Regions from separate parts of the Hordeum vulgare genome. Here region 2 is linked to region 1. The links are chromatin contacts, called in public Hi-C maps. All regions are on one chromosome and are shown on one strand. Each heading gives the region's core, a stretch centred on a gene start, on an enhancer-like site or on the middle of the called end of the contact. The rest is flanking DNA. Distances are from core to core; before and after follow the strand shown.

Region 1 (5,337 bases), core at 1,540-4,039:
ACCCTGCGGGTTCGAGAACTATGTAGACATGACCCGAGAGACTCCTCGGTCAATATCCAACAGCGGGACCTGGATGCCCATATTGGATCCTACATATTCTACGAAGATCTTATCGTTTGAACCTCAGTGCCAAGGATTCGTATAATCCCGTATGTCATTCCCTTTGTCCTTCGGTATGTTACTTGCCCGAGATTCGATCGTCAGTATCCGCATACCTATTTCAATCTCGTTTACCGGCAAGTCTCTTTACTCGTTCCGTAATACAAGATCCCGCAACTTACACTAAGTTACATTGCTTGCAAGGCTTGTGTGTGATGTTGTATTACCGAGTGGGCCCCGAGATACCTCTCCGTCACACGGAGTGACAAATCCCAGTCTTGATCCATACTAACTCAACTAACACCTTCGGAGATACCTGTAGAGTATCTTTATAGTCACCCAGTTACGTTGCGACGTTTGATACACACAAAGCATTCCTCCGGTGTCAGTGAGTTATATGATCTCATGGTCATAGGAATAAATACTTGACACGCAGAAAACAGTAGCAACAAAATGACACGATCAACATGCTACGTCTATTAGTTTGGGTCTAGTCCATCACGTGATTCTCCCAATGACGTGATCCAGTTATCAAGCAACAACACCTTGTTCATAATCAGAAGACACTGACTATCATCGATCAACTGGCTAGCCAACTAGAGGCATGCTAGGGACGGTGTTTTGTCTATGTATCCACACATGTAAATGAGTCTTCATTCAATACAATTATAGCATGGATAATAAACTATTATCTTGATACAGGAATTATAATAATAACTATACATTTATTATTGCCTCTAGGGCATAATTCCAACAGTCCCAAGGTTGAATTCTTCATTAATTGCCCATTGTCTCACAGCCCTCCTACACTCTATCATTGTTGGAAAGATCGAACCTTTCTCAGCTTTTGGATGATCTTTGTCATATAACATTTCTATGTCTTCAGGAACTTGGTCATCTACTGGTATGGCTCCCTCAGCCATTAATTCCTCACTAACATGGCAGGCAACAACCGGAGCTGGCTCATTTTGTTCTTGAGCATCCTCGACCTCATCCTCAATTCCAAGTACGGCACACATGTTTTCCTCAGACATAGGAGCTATTACATCATCACCAACAGGAGTTATGTCAAAAGTGGACCAATCAATGACAACTTCACCATCAGATTGTACATATCTCTGATTACTAGGAAGCAAATTACAAGTTGCAGAATCGCCGATACATGATGCACTACTAGTATTTGACTGGTAAATCTCAGAACTTGAGCAAATGATATTGTCCATTATATCACTAGATGTGATATTTTTAGAGCAAGAGCCTGTTGTAACCCCCTTTGCAATGTCCACAACTTGAGCAAGCACAAGCAGTTCTTTCTCTTCCCATCTGTCCAAAAATGCTGTCAACAATTTCCAATAGCTATCAATCCTCTCAACTGATTCAAAGTGCTTATCTTGACACAAAATATGGACCTCTTGACCAATACCCCATACAATTTTTGACCTAACGAGTTCTATCAATTTTTCAGTCGTAAAATGTTTCATGTTAACCTCAAACTCCAGATCATGTTCGACAACTTGGCGCTCACTGCCATCATCAAGCTTTGCGACAAATCGAAGAACTCTAACAATTAGTTTATAAATGGCAACGCGCAACCCTGAACCGTCTTCCCTGCAAAATTACATAATTTTCAAACATAATCAATGATTAGGCCGAATTGTTCAGAAACTTCTCGTAAAAAAAATTCAGAGAATGCTTAAATTCAGAAGCTACTAACCTGTTTGAAGCTGCGCCATCTGGCTCCATCAGCACGATCAGTGCGTTCTACTCGTCGTGAAGCCTGTCCACTATGTCTCCTCCACCATAATCTCCATGATCTAGGATTTCTGTACGTCTCAACTTCCTGACTACACAAGTGAAACAGTTAGAGAAAGAGAGAGAGAGAGAGGAGGAGGAGGAGAAGGGAGGGAGAGACATGCGATGGAACCTGTGAATCAATGGATGAGAAGGCAACGGGAGGAAACGGCTAGAGTGCTGCTGTGCACGAGCGGCGGCGCGAGCGGCGGCAGCGCGTTCTGTGCACGAGCGGCGGCGCGAGCGGCGGCAGCGCGTTCTGTGCACGATCGGCGGCAGGGCGTTCTCGGCGACAGCGCGTTCTGTGCACAATCGGCAGCGTGAGCGGCGGTAGCGCGTTCTGTGCACGATCGGCGGCGCGAGCGGCGGCAGCGCGTTCTCGGCGCGAGCGGCGGCAGCGCCTTGCTGTGCTTCTCGTTTCAGGAATCAACAATCGTACCAAGCAGGTCAAATAACGACCAGGGACAAAAACGTCCTATAAAATACAACGTGAAGGCCCAAACCTAGAAAATGAGAGGAAAACTTCATTTATGTCATTTAATCTAGTTATCAATGAAAGATGTGTCATCTAATCAAACAGAAAAAAAGGTGTGTCATAGCATCAAAGTTCCAAAAAACGTGTGTCATATTATCAATTTTCTCGTGAGCCAGGTGAGAAGATGTATTTCTACTCTGCGCTTTTTCAAGGAAGCACTTTGCGCAAGAAAATGAGCCACTCTTCTATTATACTCTGTGGCAAAATGCCAAAATAAAAACAAGTAAAATCTGTGGCCCGCGCCACTGCCACTACGAAAAGGTTGCAGAGCATCAAATCAAATTGGGTCAGGACTGAGGTCACCCCAGTTCGCGGCCTCTCGCCAGTAAAGGTAAAGCGAAGGAAGGCCCAAAAGTCTGGGAGCTTCTACCATACGCGAACAGATTCGAAACGAGCCGCCAGTCACGCGTCCGCTGTCCTTCTCCCCCCATTTATTTCGTGTCGCTGCGGCGCTGTCGCTCGGTCCGCTTCCCAATCCCAATCTCATCGCCAGGCAATCACTCTCGCCCCTCCCCACCAGCGCGCGCGACGGACATGGCTAGCCCGCAGTGCTGCGCGAACCCACCGACGCTCAACCCCGCCGCCGGCGAGGGCAAGGTCGTCGACAGCTTCGGCGGGATCAAGGCGTACGTCGCCGGCGCCCAAGAGTCCAAGGCCGCCGTAGTTCTCATCTCCGACGTCTTCGGTAATACTCCTATATTTCTATCAGAACCCTTCTCTATTCGTATTCAAGTTCGGTTGCCGGTGACAGTGACCATAACGGCGCGACCTGTCTTCTGCTTGCAGGGTTTGGAGCGCCGAATCTGAGGTAGCATACGTTTGTGTGCTCTCTGATACCACACGAGTTCTGTTTTTGCACCGATATATTTTGGTTTAGCAACGATAGGTCTGTGGAGTCGGCAGAGCGCTGTTCTGTTCCCGGGGCGGCGGCGTTATCCCTGTGAAGGAATTGCTTTTCGCCTGCCGTTTTTGTAGGTCTTGCATATTGTTCAGAACTTGGGCAATTTCGTCTTGCCATCTTCTAATACTAGTAGGTCTGTGATACGCGGAAGTCGTCCACATGAGAAAGACAAAGGAAATTATAAAATTATAATCACACTCACCACATAGAAGCTCCAATGTTGTTCACACAATTTATGGTTGGGATTTTAGCTCGGCTGTTAGATTTTGAATTAGTTCAGTGGACTTTTATTTATGAGATGATGGCATATGCCCTATACTTTAGTTTTATCGCAAGCAGCGAGTGTCACCTATGAGGAAGTTTTGATATAGTTTCTTTGCTCATGAAGGAAGATAGCCGATAAAGTTGCTGCGTCTGGATATTTCGTTGTGGTGCCAGATTTCTTGCATGGGGATCCATATGTACCTGAAGACGCTGACAGACCAATAGCAGTGTGGATCAAGGAGCATACCGCGGTTTGTTATCCCTTGATTCCCTGAAACCTTGTTCTTTTATTGATCCTGTAAAAGTTCAGGCTACGTCGCTTTAGTTTATGTTTAAGGTTTACGTTTCGGAAGCTTTCCAGTTTCCATCGCATGGCATTGCTGGTCTTGGTACTTTGATTCGGACAGTGTTAACTAAAGTAACCGAGGGTGGGATGTGATGATAAAACCAATAGGTCCAAACCTAACAACATGTACTGTATATGGCAGCATGATATGACTTTGTGAGAATATATTTAGGCTATTATCCTTATCTTCCACCAATGTGGATAAACTCTCTTGGGTCAGAAGAATAGAGTGGAAGGCAGGAGAAGCGTTTCTGCTCCCGGGCTCATCTACACCCCGCTGACGAAAAAAAATCAAAAGAAATATTAGAAAAATTAAAAAAAATCCAATTTTTTTTGTGTGGTAGACAATTAGATGCGTGATGTCCACTGCAAATATAAACCTATTTGGACATCTGAGGAGCTCTCAGCAAAAGAGACAAATCGGTATCTGTAACAAAGGTTAACTGTTCATGAACTTCTCTGACCTGATTTGTCTTCTTTGCTGAGAGCTGCTCAGATGTCCAAATAAGATGAAATTTGCAGTGGACCTCACGCATCTAATTGTCTACCACACAATTTTTTTTGGCATTTTTTTTTTTCTAGTATTTGTTTTGATTTTTTCCGTCAACGGGAGCAGATGAGCCCGGGAGCAGACTCGAATCATCGGTGGAAGGCGCTCTACTTAGCTGATAGGGATTTGAGTTACTTCTCCCTGAATTCAATTTGACATCTAATATAAACGAATAAATTGTTCCTCTATACAGGGAAAAGCATTTGAAGAGGCAAAGCCTGTTATCGCTGCTCTAAAGGAACAAGGAGCGTCTAGTGTTGGGGCTGCAGGTTATTGTTGGGGTGGTAAGCACTGTTTTGTCTTGTTACATCTGAACCCAAACTCCAAGGTTTAACCTGCTAAACATTGTGCTTCTTCTTCCCACATATCAGCAAAGGTAGTCGCAGAGTTAGCGAAAGCTAATGAGATCCAGACAGCCGTTATGTCGCATCCTTCTTTTGTTACTGTCGATGATATAAAAGGTAAAATCTCTTCCTTGAGAGTTTCAGATAGATACTCGAACATTGTTTCATTTTAAAGGTTTCAGATTATTAATATATGACATGTGCTATATCTCAGAGGTGAAATGCCCCATCGCTGTACTTGGAGCTGAAACTGATGTGATGTCCCCACCAGAATTGGTCAAGGAGTTCGAGCAGGTTCTATCATCTAACTCAGGGGTAAGTTCTAATTTCTAGCAACCTGATCTTCAAGTCAACCATGGTGTTCACAAGGTATAGAATATCTGATATAACTAAGGCTAAACTAAGCTGCTAAATTTGAAACTGTCCCGGTGTGAAACTGTATCTCATCAGAATACTGTCTGGTTGTTCCAGCATTACGAGTTACTTCCTTCCCAAATTATTTACTAA
Region 2 (5,986 bases), core at 367-2,866, 220 kb before region 1:
GGAGGTAAGGAACTGCCATCTAGCTGTGGTTTTAATTCACCTATTATTTTAAATCAGCTTGTTACACCACCACTTGTCGTCCTGAAATGTCACATGAACTTGATTATGCTACTTCTGAAATTAATGACGACACTACTGCTATATTTGATGAAAATGAAATGGTGCCACTGTTTGAACTACTTGATGCTCATCTTGCTAAAGCTAGAGAACTTGAAAATGCTTGAAGATTTTGAATCACCTGCTACACATCGCTCTTCTAATAGATATGAATTGCCCTATGTACCTGAAAATTATGTTATGGATGGGAAGTAGCTAGGGACTTTATTTCTTGTGAAGATAGGAATGATTTGAAGAAACTACTATGCAAACTAAAAGAAAAATCTATAATAAAAAAATGAAACATGATCGTAAATTTACCACTTCTCCTATATTTGTCACTGATAAGGACTATGAATTCTTTATGGAACCTGAATTGACTCGTATAGTAGAGTCGGATCCTTTTCATGGTTATGAAAATAAAAAAATTATCGAACACCTCATGAAACTGAATTATATTGCTGCTTTGTTTACTAATGATGAAAAGATACGTTACTTTGCACGTCTAAATTTTATATCATTGATATTACACGAAGATTCGTATAAATATTTTCTTTCAATTTTTTTATGCTTGCGGGGAAGAAACAGGGTTTAGGAATCACGGGAAAGAAGCGCACAATGTTATATCGTTGATCTTTCCCGAACTGGTTATGCGCAGCTAGAGTTCGGGAAAGAAGCGGAAGTGCCAATTCCGTCTCTCGCGCTTTCATTGGTTCCTAACACTACGTTAGAAGGACATGTACTGGCACGGGATGGGTAAAGTGATATAATAATAATGCCAGTAACAGTAGTCCAAAAAAAGAACATTAGTACGTGAAAATGTTAGACCTACTAAAGCCTACAAAGTTTACTAAACCTTTTAACTAATCTAAACATGCCTTTCCTGATTTTTAGGGATGGATGAGCCTCATCCTTCTCTTAATTTAATTAATTATTGCCAAGTCAGGCTATCACATAAACGTATGTAAACGTTTACATAGACGTAGCATTGCTCATTAGTACGTGACGAAGGCAGTCGCGTGAGTTATTTGTTGGAAGCAGGCGCGGCATTTGTTGGCGCATGCATGGAAAGCGTACACCACGTCCGAGACGGAGGGTTCGGTGGATGGATCTACGCAGCGAAATCGCTACGGATATGCGCGGCTCATCTCTGTCATCAACCTTGTCTGCTTCCCGAACCGAACCTCGGGGCGGTAAAACCCAATCTACCTCGCGAGAGACGTTAAACCTACGATGATGCGACGAGACCAGGCCAGCTCACGTGTGCGATGCACATACCCTGGCGGTACTGCTACGAATACGATACGGCCCCCTGACCTGACCATCAGAAGAGGCAACTTCTAGACGTCAGACGTCCGTATTACGGCAGAGTTAATAAGCGCGGCCGCCGGGACCAGCCAGCGCCCTTTGCCACCTTCGCCCGCAGGGCTGCTTCCCGTGCGTGCGCGCGCGCGCGCAACGCGAGACGCAACCAAACGACGCTCACGAGCCGGGAATTTAACGGTGGCCGCATGTGATGTGCGCCGTGCCCGGTCCTCTTCCTTTTCGGCGCCTTGCCCGCCCGCACGCATCTACCGCCCCCCGTCCACATCGGCCGCACCGGCGTTTGGCCCGGCGAGCTACCGGGCTGTTGCAGGCTGCGCAGGGAATGCAAAGCAAAAGTACTGCTGGGCAACATTCAGTTCAGGTAGTAGTAGATTCAGAGGACACCCCACCCTACGCTCTTCTCGCGCGCCCCTCGTCTCCTATAATATCTCCCTCCGCGGGTACGCTACACACCCTTTATCTCCCTGTACACCGCTCCACCACTTGCTGCAGCTGCCGAGTGCTCTGCTACTCGGTGCTCACCCGGCCAGCCATCCTCGGGCCGGGATGGCAGGCGTGTCAGCGTTCAGCCCCTCGCCGCCGGCCCCGTCTCCGCTCGCCGCCGCCGACGTCGCCGCCGACGCGCTCCTCGCGCCTTGGCCCCTGTCGCCCTGGCCGGCGCCTCTGCGGCGCGGCGGTGACGACGGCCGCTCCAACCCTCTCTTCGCCATACTGCCGCTCTCGGCGCTGGCCATAGGGCTCGTGCTGCTCGTGGCCGTGGCGGTCATCCTGGTGCTGACCCGCCGGGCGAAGCTCAGGCTGGTGGCCGCCGGGGACAGCGTGGACGGCGACAAGCCGGGCGCGCCGGCGTCCAGCTGCGGCAGCAGCGTCCGCGGCTACCAAAATGGCAGGTGCTACGCCGCCACAGGTAAGCGTGCGCGCTCGCTCGCTCGCTCGCTTGACCAATGCAGCACTACTCCACTGTGGTGCTGATAACTGGTTTGGGTGGTGTGGCACGGCGCAGGGTGCATATACGGCGGGCGGCTGGGGCCGCTGGGGCTGGCGGTGGTGCAGCCGCGGAGCAGGGGGGCGCAGGTGTTCACGTACAGGGAGCTGGAGCGCGCCACGGACGGGTTCGGCGAGGGCAACGTGCTGGGTCGGGGCGCGTACGGCGTCGTCTTCCGCGGCCGCCTCGGCGACGGCACACCGGCCGCCGTCAAGCGCCTGCAGCTCGACCCCCGCCGCCAGGGCGAGCGCGAGTTCCGCGTCCAGGTAATCTCTTCAACCCGCACATGCGTATCCCACATCTATCGGCTCACGTCTCATGCCCATGTCCATGTCCATGTCCATGTCCATGTGCGCACGCCGCCTTTGTTTCGCGTACCAACCTTAAGTTTAGTTTCTACACGCAACGCGACTGATCCATCACCAGCAGCAGGAGCAGCAGCAGGAGCAGGGAGGGGGTGGTTCGTTGGATTGGAGTACGTGGTTGTTGCTGCTGTTCGTTGTCGATGAGCGGCTGGGACTGGGATGGATCGTGCGTGCACGGGTGGATCGGGGGAGGTTGTGGCACGCGTACGTAACCTTGGAAGGCATCCAAGTACGCCTGGTTGGGTCATTCCGTGGCCATGGCGACAGAGTGTTGGTGTTGTCTTTAGTTGGGTTGGGAGTGAGAGAGACGCATCACCACCAGCATCGGCAGAATAGCGGGTGCGTCTTGCGGGGTCAGCAAGGCCAAACCGTGGCAGAATAGCGGTGCCCGTGCCTACCTCCTACGTTCGTTTGGCGGATCATGCGCAACTTGCCGCGGCACGGGAAAAAGGGTCGCTTGCTCCCTGGAGGGCCGGGCCGTGCCCTGCTGCCCTTGCCATTCGGGCAGGGGAGGTGTACTGCTACGTACGTGACCCTGCTCTGCTACCAAATCGTGGTCTTATCGCCCTGGCTGGCTCGCTGAATCATTTCAGGCTAGTATAGTGAACCTGGCCTAGGCTCACATCACAGGCTAATCAACTTTAACTTATGGAAAAACAATCAGTCTGGGACAGTCTCTTGTAGCATTGTCTCATCGGTCAAACCCATATTTTGGACTAGACTGGCATATTCAGGGAGCCTAAGATTGCCACACCTAAGAGCAAATCTAGTACAGCCCTCAAACCTCCAAACCCTTAAAAATAACCGTTTTTTACAGTTTTCGTCCGAAAAACGGCGTAGACTAGAACCCTTAAACCCTTAAACCTGTAAATATTTTTAGAGGTCCAACCCTCAAACTAGTTTTGCGCACTCCACTTCAGCTCCAGCGCGGGATCGATCCCGTCTCCCAACCGTCGCCTTCCTCGCGCCCGCCTCGCCCCCGCCGCCGCTATTGAGCCCCCCGCCGCCGCCGCGCCCGCCCCGGCCCCGGCCGCGCCCGCCCCTGCCGGCCCCGTCCCCGCCCCGGCCGCCGATGCGCCCGCCCCGGCCCCGGCCGCGCCCGCCCCGGCCAAGCGGCGGCCCTCGCCCGCCCCTGCGCCCGCCGCAGCGCCAGCCCCGGCCGCCCCCGCCACCGTTGGGGCCAAGCGGCGGCGGGCAGGCCTGCCACCGCCTCCGTCCGCGCCAGCCCGGGCCGCCGCTCCCGCCCCTGCCACTGAAAAATCTTCAGTTTACACTGATTTACTCCATTTAAATTCAGCAAAGCACATAACAAGAATTTTAAGCTACTGGAAAATCCAAAACAGCAAAGTTCCATTTTAACTAAACAGTATTTATACTCCCCTTTCATTTAAATACTCCAGAAAGTAACAGCAAAAGATTCATTTAAATACACAGCACTGAAAAAAATCATTTAGTTGTACAAATGATTTAACAAATGTTCAGTAGTTCACTATAATAAGCAAATCATCTGGCTTTGTATCTGCACTTTTATGGTGATGCAGAGATCATCACAGTGCATCTACTGCAAACAAAATTCAGTGTATCAACTCCATGTACTCCTCGAGTACTCTTTTCTGTGAACAAAATTCAGTTCATATGACTTGCTCAGGAGCCTGGTGGAGGGTCATGCATGGTCTAGGAAATGGCGCAAAGTGCAACTTTTTGGTGATGGTGTCGATGAGAGGGGGGAAGATGATGATTGTGTGATGTAAAAACTATTAAACCATGCATATCTTTATTTCCGTGTTTGTTTGAAGGTTTATTATGTTTGTCTAGTGAAAATTATGCAGTGCCAAATGACAGTTTTAAGGGTTGGGGCAAAGACTAGAACCCTCAAACCCAACCCTTATAACGGAATATTCCGTTATAAGGGTTGGGTTTGAGGGTTCTAGTCTTTGCCCCTGTTTTTCAACCCTTAAAAGTGTCAAAAGTGGGCAATTCTCAACCCTTAAAACTGATTTTAGATTTAAGGGTTTGAGGGTTCTACTAGAGATGCTCTAACCTTAGTCATGCCATAATACTTTAGGCATGAGTTTGGTTCATTGCCACACGTATGACTTGCCACACTTTTATAGGTATATGGTCCATATGTCATAGATTTAATTTTTTGCCAAATCTTATCACACTTGTGATGTTTATTTTGTTAGCCACACCTTTCATGGCAGCCATACTTTGTCTAAGGTTAGTTGTGGCAAAGTTAGTCATGAACCAAACATGCCGCCCTCAGTTCCCGTGGCCAAATTGGGCGCTCCTGTCGCAGATCACTGCGCCACGTAGAATTGACTGCGCTGTATTTTAACGTCGCGTGTGGGATTGGGTGATATGTTGTCTGCAAGACTGCAATAGCGCGTGTCGTGTGGGTCTAGTTCGTTCACGGGCAATGCAATGCATATGTATATGTATGCATATGCTCGTCTGTGGCTGGTTGACTTGAAGATGAATAACCTGACACCACCTGCACAGGTCCATGTGTTTGATTGCCTAGCTAGCCCGGGGCTTATACTGCCTAGCTGTTGATACTATCTATGTACCTGCCGTTAGCAAGTCATAAGCGGTGACTGACACACCTGAGCGCTGGTGCTGCAATGTTTCTCTGTTCGGCCGATTCCATCCATGAATCGGAGGCGAACGGCGCCCGCACGTGCCATTTGGGGGTCGACGTTCTTGCTTCTTTTGCACTCTTTTTCCATGTTTATAGCCGCAAAATAGGCGCCTTAATCAAGCCTGTTCAAGGCATTAACTTTAGTTTTCCAGATTTGGCGTAACCCCATCCACATCAATAACGATCAGAGTGTTGATGGAGCCATGCATGCAATCCCATCGATCATTTGGTTACTACGGTTGATTACATTACAGGTGGACCTGCTGAGCCGGATGCACTCGCCGCACCTGGTGGGCCTGCTGGGGTACTGCGCTGACCAGAGCCACCGGCTGCTGGTGTTCGAGTTCATGCCCAACGGCAGCCTCAAGGGCCACCTGCACCCCGCCGCCGGCGTGGACGCGCGGCCGGCGCTGGACTGGCAGACGCGGCTGGGCATCGCGCTGGACTGCGCCCGCGCGCTGGAGTTCCTCCACGAGCACACCTCCCCCGCCGTCATCCACCGCGACTTCAACTGCAGCAACGTCCTCCTCGACCACAACTACCGCGCCCGCGTCTCCGACTTCGGCACCGCCA

The links. A called contact is a pair of places that touch in the nucleus more often than the background predicts.
Region 2: a Hi-C map of seedling shows a contact between it and region 1, with 6 times the contacts expected there. The contact joins the promoter of LOC123441905 here to the promoter of LOC123441894 in region 1. A contact is called at or near these places in 3 of 6 Hi-C or Micro-C datasets (leaf and seedling) and 1 of 1 datasets of contacts at active chromatin or transcription factors (embryo).

What each region holds. Positions count from the first base shown.
Region 1 is chr1H:419,610,825-419,616,161 of MorexV3_pseudomolecules_assembly, reverse strand. It overlaps LOC123441894 (endo-1,3;1,4-beta-D-glucanase-like), which reads left to right and starts at 2,789. Exons shown (of 7, transcript XM_045118076.1): 1 at 2,789-3,110; 2 at 3,212-3,233; 3 at 3,715-3,841; 4 at 4,680-4,770; 5 at 4,858-4,947; 6 at 5,045-5,145. The coding sequence starts at 2,960.
Region 2 is chr1H:419,828,125-419,834,110 of MorexV3_pseudomolecules_assembly, reverse strand. LOC123441905 (PTI1-like tyrosine-protein kinase 2) reads left to right here and starts at 1,616. Exons shown (of 6, transcript XM_045118083.1): 1 at 1,616-2,329; 2 at 2,426-2,673; 3 at 5,668-5,986. The coding sequence starts at 1,969.